Linked DNA regions of Hordeum vulgare: region 1 is linked to region 2. Evidence: chromatin contacts called from public Hi-C data. All regions are on one chromosome and are shown on one strand. The core of a region is the stretch at or near the end of the contact, and the rest is flanking DNA. Distances in the headings are between cores, read along the strand shown. Region 1 holds the start of LOC123444231 (transcription factor LATE FLOWERING-like). Region 2 holds the start of LOC123444227 (anoctamin-like protein Os01g0706700).

Region 1 (5,886 bases), core at 779-3,278, 680 kb after region 2:
CTCGTCGCTGTCGTGGCCGGGGCCTTCCGCTTTGTGCCGGCGCGTGGGAGCGGCGGCGCCGTTGCTATTGTGGCGGGGCAGTCGTCCGCGGGTAGCTTCCGGCTCTCGTGGAGCGCCGCCTGCGCCAAAGTAATCGTGGGATGCGACGTCGTGGTGGGCGATATGGTGGACGTCGGCGACGCCACCTCGGCTACGTCGTGGCCGCCGCCGCCGCCGCCGCTGTAGTTGTTGGACTCCCCGGAGGAGATGTTGCAGACGGTGGTGCCGCTGTAGCCGGAGAACATGGCGCCGTTGGAGACGGCCCCGGGGTCGCCGTCCCCGCCGCACGGGAGCACCCCGGAAAAGGCGAGCGCCGAGTCGAGCAGGCCGTCGTGCGCGCTGGCGCCGTCGACGACGGACGAGAACACGTCGACCCCCGAGCCAAAGAACCCCAGCTGGCCGTCACCAGTCGAGCCCCCCGCCGCGCTTCCGACGGCAGCTGCACCGTTACCGTAGCTGGAGCTCACCTGCTGTCCTCCTCCGCCGAAGTCGCACTGGAGCTGGCCGAGGAAGGCGTCGTCCAGGTCGAAGCGGCCGCAGCTCATGACCTGGCTCGCCGGACGCGGCAGGTAGGCGTCGTCGTGCAGGCCGGGGCCGGACGACCAGCCGAAGGTGTCCATGGCCCGGGAGAATCTCGCGCTGCTTAATTGACTGGCGCAGGGATTCTGGGACGACGCGCGCGCGCGCGGCTGCCTGCTGCACGTAACGGAAGAGTGAAAGCGTTAGCATGTTGTTCTCGGCCGTGCCGTAAATAGCTAGAGCGATACTATGAATAATGATACGATTACGATGGAGCGGAGGGAATCAAAACTGAGGTTGGGAGTGGATCGGAGTGGGCCGCGGCCGGGTTGGAAACGTGAACGTCAGGGAACAGTGTCACGCGGGCGTGGTATTGATGGGCGGACAAGGACGGCCGGCGGAGAGAAGTCGATCGGAGATGTCTCCAACTCCAACCCCATAATTACACCGCCATCCGCGCCACCCCATAATTACTACTACCAATCTCAAGAATCACGTCTCACCATCCTACAGAATCTCCTACTCGATCGTATTACCATGCACGTATCTCTTTATATGTGAAAAGTAGGCTCATACGCTCGCCGATTAAGTGTGCAGTGCATGCATAAAACCACATTCTCTAACTATGTGCTACTCCCTCCTCCGTTCCTAGATATAAGTCTTTCTAGAGAACGGAGGGAGTAGTTAATATGCGTATATATATAGATTCTTTGCAGCTAGCTCACCATACCTTTGAGATGAAACCAGATGACTGCAGGGTGGAGCAACAATGGGTGCCACCAGCTAGCTTCGCCGCCGACGGAGGTAGAGCACAGCTTGAAAGATTATCGCTCCAATTCCCAGGCCGGCAACTCCTTGGTCAGGGAGCCAGCGCGCCGGCGACCAAGGCCGAGAGAGAGAGACTCGCCGGTTCGATCGACCTGGAACAAGCCAAGAAAGTATGAGGCTCCGAGCCATCAAGAGGCATATATCTTCATAAATCCTACTGTACTACGCAAGCTGCCACGAGAAGGGGGAGGAGATGGAGATGGAGATGGAGATATGAAGTACTATAGACTGCTACACCTAGCCAAGCCACAACTCTAGTAGCGTATGTACACTGTGGATATGTAGATGTAGAGGTACCCGTGTCTTGCAGAGAGATGAGAGACCACTCTAATGGCAGCAGAGCAGATCGAGCAGATGATTGATCAATCGATGGCTTTGGACCTGATCGAGCAAGCCGGCCGCGGCCGGTCTAGCAACCTAGAGTAGCTAACTTCCGGGAGGGAGGGAAGCTCTGGATCTATGCTATGCTAGCTCTGAGAAAGAGAGGGAGAAGACAGTACAGATCATACGTGTGGGATATGGTCCTCCTGTTGATGGCAGTATATGGGGCTCTTCTTTTATAGATGGCTAAGCTAGCTCTATGTGTCTATGTGTCTATGACTCTATGTATAGTACTCTCTCTCTCTCTCTCTGGAAAACGGGAAAACGAGATTGGTCGAAGCATATGGTTTCTCTTTCTATCTCTAGCGTTCTCTGTTCCTGTATGTGGGGCTGTTCAGTTGGGAAAGGATGATGATGAGTGGGCAGCACAGCACATGAAGTTGCACAGCTGACGCGCTCTCATAAATACTTGTCCAAATCAGTAATCTTTATGCATCTTACACAGCTTAACGGTTCTGTTTTGAACAATGCTTCGTTTTGTTTTGTGCATTACGTAATCTGCAGTGCAGGGGTTTACCCTATATATCACACTCTCACTACATGTAGAACCTCCTAGCTAGGTCTTTGATGTCATGCACTCAAATTAAAAATAGAAATGGGTTATGTTGTGCATCTAATGATGCAGAGGCAGGGAGCAGTTCCTCCGTTTTCAGAAAAAAAGATCGAGCAGAAGCATTTGGTCTCCGATCTAAAGCTTCCCGCTTGTTCCCGGGGCTCCGCTAGCTTTTTTTGCCTTTGGATTCAGATTGAAGAATCAGAACACTGCCTCACTCTCCTGTCCGTTTCAGCAGTAACTTTTTGTCACTTTATTTTTGCCCACATGTGATAGAGTACCAAGAAGCACAAGGAGCAGGCCATATTTTGTGTACCCCCCCTCGCTTACACCTTCTGGTACCACTCATAAGTAATTTATGTAGTTTTTTTTTTCTCTCGGACATGTGTGATTCCCTACATATATATAAACAGTAAAATCGATTCTGTGTAAGTTTGACGGTGAAGCAACATGGATCTTAGTCAAATCCTTTTACAGAGAGCAAGATGACAAGGGATCTACATCAGGTTGCTGGAGAGTAGATGCAAATTGGGGGATAATCAGACAAAACTATGACGACAAAGCAATGAGGGGGAAACAAAGACCCCCGAAAAAACAAAGAGAAATTTAATGCTGACATGTTTTCACATCCTTTTTTTATTTTGGTTAAAACAAGATAGGAGGGCCCATAAAATCTGTATATGATAGGGTCATGTAGAGGAGAGGACCACGCATTGATGATGATAGGCAACCGATTTCATACGATTTGGAGTCTAGAGCTTTGTTTACATGCGTGTATTTTCTTGTTTAAAAAAAAGCTGCCATCAAATGGAGATGTTTGACACTTTGGAGCATAGCACTTGTGTTAGCTGTGCGAGGCAGTGACGACAAGTTGGTTAACCCCCTTCAGTCAATAGTAAGCATAGTCAAACTAGCGCTGAGTATTTGGGCACATGGTAGGCTTTAACTTGCTCTGAATATGATGCTACCATTGCGTAAGGATGGGTACAGACTTCTACAAGTAAAATAAGAGTGGGAAAGAGGTCTCAATCTTGGATTTTTTAGGGAGTTGCTGCAATGATAGCTTTGGGAGAACTGCAATTCTGGTATCCTTAAGGAAGGACGTTATCGTCTTTCAAGGAAAAGCAACGTTGTCGATCTAGTGCATGCACGTAATTTGGTTTGCTTCCAGCGTATTGATTTGTCATGTACTATCTCATTTGATTGGGAGGCACGTGATAGTGTCGTCACACGCTTATCATCATGTGCACCTACTATTTTCTTTCTTTCTTGGCACTACTATGAACTAAGGCCATGTTTGGTTTTAATAAGTCACCTGATTTATAAGTCAGGTGACTTAAAACCAGTAACTTGTAAGTCGTGCATTTTTGATTGTCATCTGATTTATAAGTTATCTTTTCATGCAAAAGTGGATGACTTATAAGTTTTAAGTTGGGATGGAGCAACTTATGACTTATAAGTTGGAGTGACTTATAAGTTGAGTCTATTTAGCAAAATAAGTTATTTTTTACACTTTTCAACTTATAAGTTGGTGATGTTGGCCCAAACCAGACGCCGAGTACTTTCCGGCGACGGTAACCAGGGACGATGACGAAAACAAACCGGACTATCGGTTCCTGGAGGAGACGTGCACGTACGCGTAACCTAAGCAGGCAGGCTAGCAGGTGGATGGTTTCTCATGCACACGTACGTAGCAACCTGGCTGCTGCCTTGATCGATCGGAACTAGCGTCGCCGAGACACACACGCGAGAGAACACGAGGATATGATGGCTACGGGAGCGTGTCGCTCCCGACTATTTCTGTGTATTGCTTTGATCTGATCCAATATTACAGGGGTACTTGTACGTATATATAGTAGCTAACCAAGACAACTACTAATCCTATACCTACACGGTGACGGTTCCAAGTCCAAGCCGGACTAGGACTCGTGGTTAATTCCAACAATCACCCCCCTAAACATGATGTCCTCACTTCACAGCTTGGACGCCGATCCTTCTCCGCATCTCTGTAAACTTCTGTCGTCCCAAAGACTTGGTCAGGATATCTGCAAGCTGGTCGTCGGTGCAAACGTAGTTGACTTCAATCTTGCCTTCTTCCACGCACTGTCGTATGTAGTGATACCTTATATCTATGTGCTTACTCCTGTCATGATGCACTGGATTCTTACACAGGGCAATCGCAGACTTGTTGTCAACATTGAGCACCACTCTTTCAGGTTCTTTATCTGTGAGGTCACCGAGTAGCCTTTCTAGCCACACACCTTGACCCGCTGCGGTTGCAGCTGCTATATACTCTGCTTCGCAGGACGATAATGCGACCACCTTCTGCTTTTGTGATAGCCAAGTTACTATGCTCCTGCCCAAGAAATATGCCAGACCCGAAGTACTTTTACGGTCATCCACATCTCCTGCCAGGTCGCTATCACTGTAGCCAAGTAGCTCCACCATCTCCTTCTTTTTCTCTCTCAAATAGACACAACCGAAGTTTGTTGTCCCTTTGATGTACCTGAGTATATGTTTGACAGCTGCCCAATGTTCAGTCGTGGGTGCTTCCATGAAGCGACTCACTATGCCAACGGAATAGGCCAAGTCCGGTCGTGTATTCACAAGATACCTTAGGCTTCCGACCACACTTCTATAATCCGTTGCATCAACCGCAGGGGCTTCACTCCTTTTGCTAAGTTTAAGCCGAGGCTCCATTGGAGCATAAGTTGGTTTGCAATCCTCCATGCTACAACTTTCAAGTATCTTCTTTGCATATGCCTCTTGACATATTGTGATCCCGTTCGGCTTTTGTTGTACCTCGATCCCGAGGTAGTATGTCAAGAGCCCTAGATCACTCATCTTGAATAGCTCCTTCATTTGTAGCTTGAATCTTGCAATCTCCTCTTCGTCTGCTCCAGTTATCAAGAGATCATCAACATAGATGCCCACTAAGAGACGATCCTTGCCTTTACCTCGCTTGTACATAGCATGCTCGAGTGGACTTTTCTCAAAACCAAGAGAAATCAATGTACGGTCAAGCTTGATGTTCCATGCCCGAGGAGCTTGATGTAGCCCGTACAATGCCTTGTGTAGCTTCAACACCTTGTGTTCTTCTCCTTCTTTGATGTACCCCGGTGGTTGCTTCACGTATACTTCTTCTTCCAACTCCCCGTTCAAAAATGCGGATTTTACATCCATGTGATGTAGCCTCCAAGATTCTTGAGCCGCGAGAGCTATAACTAGCCTCACCGATTCCATCCTTGTGACTGGAGCGAACACTTCCTCGAAGTCCACACCTTGCTCTTGCACGAATCCTTTAGCTACGAGCCGAGCTTTATGCTTGACCAAGTTTCCTTCAGCATCCTTCTTGACTTTGTACACCCACTTGAGCCCTATGGATTTGTGACCGTTGGGAAGATCAGCGAGCTCCCATACTTTGTTGTCTCGTATTGATCCCAACTCTTCATCCATAGCACGACGCCAACACTCCTCAGTATTTGCTTCTTCAAATTTCGTCGGTTCCTCGACGCTAAGCAAACATTGTCGTCCTCTTCTTATAACTTTGACAGGATTAATAGTAC
Region 2 (6,110 bases), core at 917-3,416:
CAATGACCTGAGTTCAAAGAGCAGAGGGGAATACTTATTACTTAGCTGACTGTATTAGTTATATTTGTACCAAGTTTTGAAAAGGAATCACGGTAAAATGCATACCCAAAATCTATAAGCTGAGTGGCCAGTCCAGATACGGCTGGAAAGAATAGCCAACGCGTATACATTCCTAGGAAAGCAAAATATGTTGCAATCTGCAGTTCAAAAGTGGGGGGTTTACGGTCTCAAAAGTAATTCATTTATTGACTTGCGTTAGATAAATGGTCCAGAAACAAGATACAGTAGCAGCAACGTCCTGTCATGCTGTTCTACCTTGGTTCCAAAATAGGAGTAAACTTCATCAATAGGTTGCCATGTGAAGTCACGCCAGTTAAGTGCCCAATTTCTCAGGAGCTGTTTCCTTTTAACTTCCTCTACAGGCAAAGTAGTGTTAGCTAATGCTACGAATTTTACAAATATTTGTATTATCTTAGGTTAATTTATGTACCATGCAAAGGGAAGACTAGCTTTACAACTCCTTCATCTTCGAGCCTGCGCAATAGTGACTCGTTTTGTTTCCAGTAGAACTCTTTATCATCAAATTTGAGAGATATTTCAGAGTTGGTCTTGTTCACCTGCATGGTTCAATAACAACACCCTATCACACAAGGAAATCTGAGATTCCATATCACAAAAACCAAAATGCTATTCAGATTGGGAGTATGCTTTAGTATCCACACATCATATCAAACAAATGAAAATTTAAGTGGACAATCCTACTTTCTATAGCTCATATCTCAAATGTGCATATATTGTTGTCCAGCTGAGGTCTTCGGATGAACTATGCATTGGTTGCCATATCATTCAGAAGAGACAAATATCAAATGCAGAAACCAGACAATAGAAACAGATTATTTTGCTTTAAATCTGGGCACACAATGCTATGAACAAGGAAATTTCATTATTAAGAAAAAAAAGTTTCGTTTGTAGTTCAACAAAGCACTGCTATCCAAAGAATCAGGTCACAGAAACAAAAGTATACTAGAATGCATCCATATGTAAGATGTATATATATAATTAAAAATGAATGTGGTTCCTCGTACTTAAAGTGCACTCCCTCCATTTCCTTTTTACTCCGCATATTAGGTTTGTCTTAAAGTCTTTGGAAGTTTCACCAAGTGTGTAGAAGAAAAAAAACATCAACATTCACAATACCAAATCAAATATCATCATATCGATCATGGAGTATATTTTCATATTGTATTCATAATTATGGATGTTGATAATTTTTAATATATATTTGGTCAATTTTTAGGCTTAAGAGAAACCTAATATGCGGAGTGAAAAGAAACGGAGGGCGTGCAACTAAAATCTGACATAACGAGGAACGACATCAGCTATACAAGAGGTTGTACTCACAATGCCGTATATCAAGTAGCGGAAACAGGTAAACCGCTCTCGCCAGCTAAAGAGGGAACCATCAGGCTGCCTGACGAATGCTGCCACCTGTTCCCATTCGAACTGAAGCTCCATTCCTGAAGGAAGATTAACAATCAGCACATGAGCACATTGCCGACCCAACTGATGCCCGCATCTCAAATAGTTAGCGCATTAGTTGAGTTACCGATGTAGGTAAGCTTCTTCATCTGCATCTCAGCAGCGGCTCTGCCCAGAATCCCCATGGGCGCAGACAGCTAAATTGGAAAAGCAAACCACGGCCACTATAAATCAATTTGAGGAGTTGGTAACGGGAGCACTTTAATCTCTGGGTTTTCTCTCGGAAATCGCCTCATTAGTTGGAATTAGGGCACCATGGCAAACCGAATTCAAAAAGGGAAAAAGGCAGCCCCGCACTGACCTTGATGAACTCGGCGAGGACGCCGCGGACGCGCTCGACGAGCAGGCCGGCGCCCTCGAGGTCGCGCACGAGGCGCGCCACGCAGTCGTCTCCCGCCTCGGCGGCCGCGGCGCGCGAGAGCTTGGGCACGACGATGCCGACCTCGAAGTCCGTGGCCTCCTCCCCTCCCCCTCCATCCCCTCTCCCTCCCCGTGCCCCCATGTCCGCCTATCAGGCGCGGTGGTGGCGGCGAACGGCGACGGGCGCGAGGAAACGGATCCGCATACGGGAAGGGAGAAGAGGGGAGAACGATGGCAGCGCAGAGGAGGAATAAACAACGAAATCGAGAGGGGAAAAAATGGCGTTGGGAACGGCGGAGAGAGAGAGAGAGGCGGGGGGCAACGGATTAGGAGGGGCACCGGTTTCCTGCACTTAATTCGATTTTCGACTTGATTAACAAGCGTTGGAAAAATGAGAGAATAAATAGTATAGCTTGATTAGCAAGTTATTTAGTAGAATTAAGCAAGGCGCGCCGGTGCCTGTGGGCGTTAATTAAGTGGCAATTTCGGGGGTGGGATTTGAACGGACGGGGGAGAGAGAGAGGGTGGGAGGGAGATTGGGAGGCGTGCGTGCCACTGACTGGCAACAGCGCGGAGGAAGTGATTTTCGAAAGCTGTGGGTGTGTGGGGCCGTTGAGTACGGGCCTGTTGGTGGAAAGCGAATGACAGGTGGGCCTTGTTGCCAACGGGCCACGTGACCTGTGAAGTACGGGCGCGTGCAGGAGAGACCCCCTTTTTTTTTTTCCTTTCCCTGCGCGGGTGGGAGGCGACCGATGAGATGACCAGGCGGAGGTTTCGACGGAACGGCAACTAGTTTAGGAAGAGACAGTGCGGCTGAAAGAGGAGCCAGCTGGTTCTTTCGGCCTGTCCGTCCCTGCGAGTGCGAGGAGTGGCGTGTCGACGTGTCGGGAGCAACTTTCGGTTTTGTTTTGGTCGTCATGGTAGATGGTATTGCTATCAGCTATGCTTTGCTTTCGGACGGACGAACGGATAGCTGTCTGTGTTGTCCGAACCCCACGTGAGGATAATTTTAACACACGATTTTAAACGGATGTCCATTTTATTTGGATTTCGTCCGTTTAGGATGGAAATAGGGTCATGCCGCCCGGATCTATGTTTGCACCGGTCGAACTTCCAAGGCGCGGTCGCATCTTCGTCCACATCTCGTCCGCATAATATTTTTATTATTATTTTCATCAAAGTTTTTTTTGAACATTGGAATACATTCACCAAATCTTGTCTAGAATAGCAAGAAAGAAAAACAAGAACTATAAAAATATATTTTAAAATATATTCAACTTTCATAACTTCACCTGTAAGTTGGGTTAATGCTTTCTCGATGCATTTGTTATTGATTTGCGGAGTCTTGATTTCGCAAACTTCTTTCTTCTTCGAGTCTAAAGAATTAAACGTTGCTTCTTCACGTCTAGTCTTATCTCTATCATGTAGACTAGTAAGAAGTGCACGAACATCTACTAAATTGCGCACTATCGGCAGATCGATGTATTCTTCCTCCTAAAAACAAAAGTTACACCCATCCTACACAATAAAAAAATGTAAGCAAAACAAGCCGAATCCAAAGCTCAACTGAAGCTAAACTAGCACATACCCCCATCATTTTTGCACTTGACGAACACACATCCGGGATGTTCAGCGTGTTAGACACGCGAAGCGGGACCTTCACTAGACAGTTGTCGCACTTTATGAGCGGCACCGGTGCGCCGACGAGCATTTGGGCCAGGACCGAGCCCGGACGACGGTCGTTGGTGTATTTACCGGCAAATCGGTAACGGGGTAGATCCGAGCGGCTAGAGGCGGAGTGAGTACCTGCATGCGGCCTGGGGACTTTGCCGGGGCTGTGCGGGCTTGCACCCGGCCAGTCCATGGCACGCCGCGACCTCCAATGGCCTGCCGCGCTCTAATCCGGCGAGATCCGCTACAAATCCAGCCGCCGGTTGCGTTGAGGCAGGTGCGGGGGTTGGGAAGGTCGTGGTGTGGAGAAAACATGGCGGGGCACGCATTCGTGCTGAGCAGCTTGACGACCGAGATAAATGGCAGTGGATGCGGCTAGGGACGAGAAGGGGGAGGGGCGGGGTGTGCGACCGGAGTTGGGGGGAACAGAAAAAGGGGTGGTTGTGTCATCGACTGGCGAGCCAGGAGAGGACAAGAGCACGCGTCCCGCCCATCCGCGTGTTGTGCGTTCCGCCTGGGTCACGAATGGGTCGAAAGCTGACCGAAAACGGACAACTCCAATCCATGACCCCAAAACATATGCTCATGTCCGTTTCGGGGTAAACGGACATAAACTGCAGTCCAATGCGCGAGAGCAAACACATGAATGTCCAGTTTCGGTCCGATTTCAGCCCATTCCCGATCCAAGTTCGGGTCGCATTTGCGGCGAAACGGACAACATGCGGACGTGCGATATGTGCACTCTTGTTCTCCCCTGGTCCGCCCATCCGGGACACACCGCTCCAACTTTCCCTCTAGTTCGCCCAAACCCTCCCCCGCGCCCCTCTCCTCCCTCCTTCATGGATGGTGATGTGACGAACCCCGGCGATGCGGTCCCGACCGCACGCCCTGTGGCAAAGAAGAAAGGTCCCAAGGGTCCCAGGAAGCCTCTGTCCGAGCTCACGCCGACACAGATGTCCAAACTCGATGCCGAATTGGCAAAGAGGAGGGGCAGACGGACAAAGGCGACGCAGATGAAGGCGGTTGCGAACTACACCATCGAGGTTGTCGCATGACGTGAAGCACAACATCTTGCCGACATCGATGAGAAGGAATCCATCATCTCCAAGCGCACACCCTACTCATGCTAGGGTTGGCACGACCTACCGGCCATCCTCTCGGTCGCTGCCATGGCCGCCGCGAGCACGAGATCGTCGGTAGCTCGTCCTCCTTAGTATAGGTCCCCAAGCTCGTCCACCACGCCCAGTCCACCGCCTTACGGCCACGGACAGACATGGTTCTCCATGTCGCTGGAGTGCAGCGTGGTCGCTGCGGCCACACCCGTGGGTGTCATCGACCTGAACGTGATGCCATGGTATAGTGGCGCTGGATACATGTTCGATTGGACGCAAAGGAAGCAATCCTAGTTGTTTCCGATGGCAAGCATGGCCGGCACCCGCAAGTTGTTTGACGAAATAGCACAAGCAACGCCCACAGTCGATGACCTTGATTGCTTAGCGTTCATGAAGAGCATCATCTTCGAGGGCTGTAACGAGGCCTTCCACCTCGACAGCCAAGGGCAGGTTTTCGATCCTGACGAGACCCAGAGCTAGGACGGCCACGAACACTATGCCGACACTGAATTCGTCGGCCATAATGAAGAGGAGGATGACCATGGCAACTCATGGCACGAAGATGATGACTTGTATTATGAAGATGAGGAGGACGAGCTCGACATTTCACATAAGCCATTGGTGTTTATTGATGAGCTCATCCAAAGGGCTAAGGCACAAAAGAGGAGGCAAAGCATTTACACGGGATCACACATTCAATTGGAGGAAAAATTGATTTGCGAGAGTTGGATTGAGATAGGGGAAGATCCAATAAGAGGTGCCAAGCAAAAAGGATCCATATTTTTGTCAAGGGTTCACAATACCTTCCATGGGCGAAGGAAGTTTGCCCCCTATGAATTTGCGAGTACTCACAACATCAACTCAATTCAAAAGAGACGGGGGTTCATTCAACAAGAGTGCAACAAGTATTGTGCCGTGCTTGAGTGTTGGGGAACGTTGCATGGGAAACAAAAAAATTCCTACGCACACGAAGACCTATCATGGTGATGTCCATCTAAGAGAGGAGATTTGGATCTATGTACCCTTGTAGATCACACAGCACGAAGCGTTAAGAAACGCGGTTTATGTAGTGGAACGTCTTCACGTCCCTCGATCCGCCCCACGAACCGTCCCACGATCCATTCCGATCTAGTGCCGAACGGACGACACCTCCGCGTTCAGCACACATACAGCTCGACGATGATCTCGGCCTTCTTGATCCAGCAAGAAAGACGGAGAAGTAGATGAGTTCTCCGGCAGCGTGATGGCGCGCCGGTGTTGGTGATGATCTATTCCTGCAGGGCTCCGCCCGAGCTCCGCAAAAATCTAATCTAGAGGAAGAACTACAAGGTGTAGGTTTGAGTTGCACGTGGCAAAGTTGTCTCAAGTCAGCCCTAAATCACCACTATATATAGGAGGGAGGGGAGGAGGCTTGCCTTGAGGACCAAG

Evidence for each region. A called contact is a pair of places that touch in the nucleus more often than the background predicts.
Region 1: a Hi-C map of leaf shows a contact between it and region 2, with 7 times the contacts expected there. The contact joins the promoter of LOC123444231 here to the promoter of LOC123444227 in region 2. A contact is called at or near these places in 3 of 6 Hi-C or Micro-C datasets (leaf and seedling).

The regions. Positions count from the first base shown.
Region 1 is chr3H:456,476,642-456,482,527 of MorexV3_pseudomolecules_assembly, forward strand. LOC123444231 (transcription factor LATE FLOWERING-like) reads right to left here and starts at 2,029. Exons shown (of 3, transcript XM_045120892.1): 1 at 1,684-2,029; 2 at 1,289-1,478; 3 at 1-732. The coding sequence starts at 659.
Region 2 is chr3H:455,800,641-455,806,750 of MorexV3_pseudomolecules_assembly, forward strand. It overlaps LOC123444227 (anoctamin-like protein Os01g0706700), which reads right to left and starts at 2,167. Exons shown (of 16, transcript XM_045120887.1): 1 at 1,841-2,167; 2 at 1,607-1,676; 3 at 1,402-1,517; 4 at 491-617; 5 at 316-416; 6 at 106-197; 7 at 1-7. The coding sequence starts at 2,041.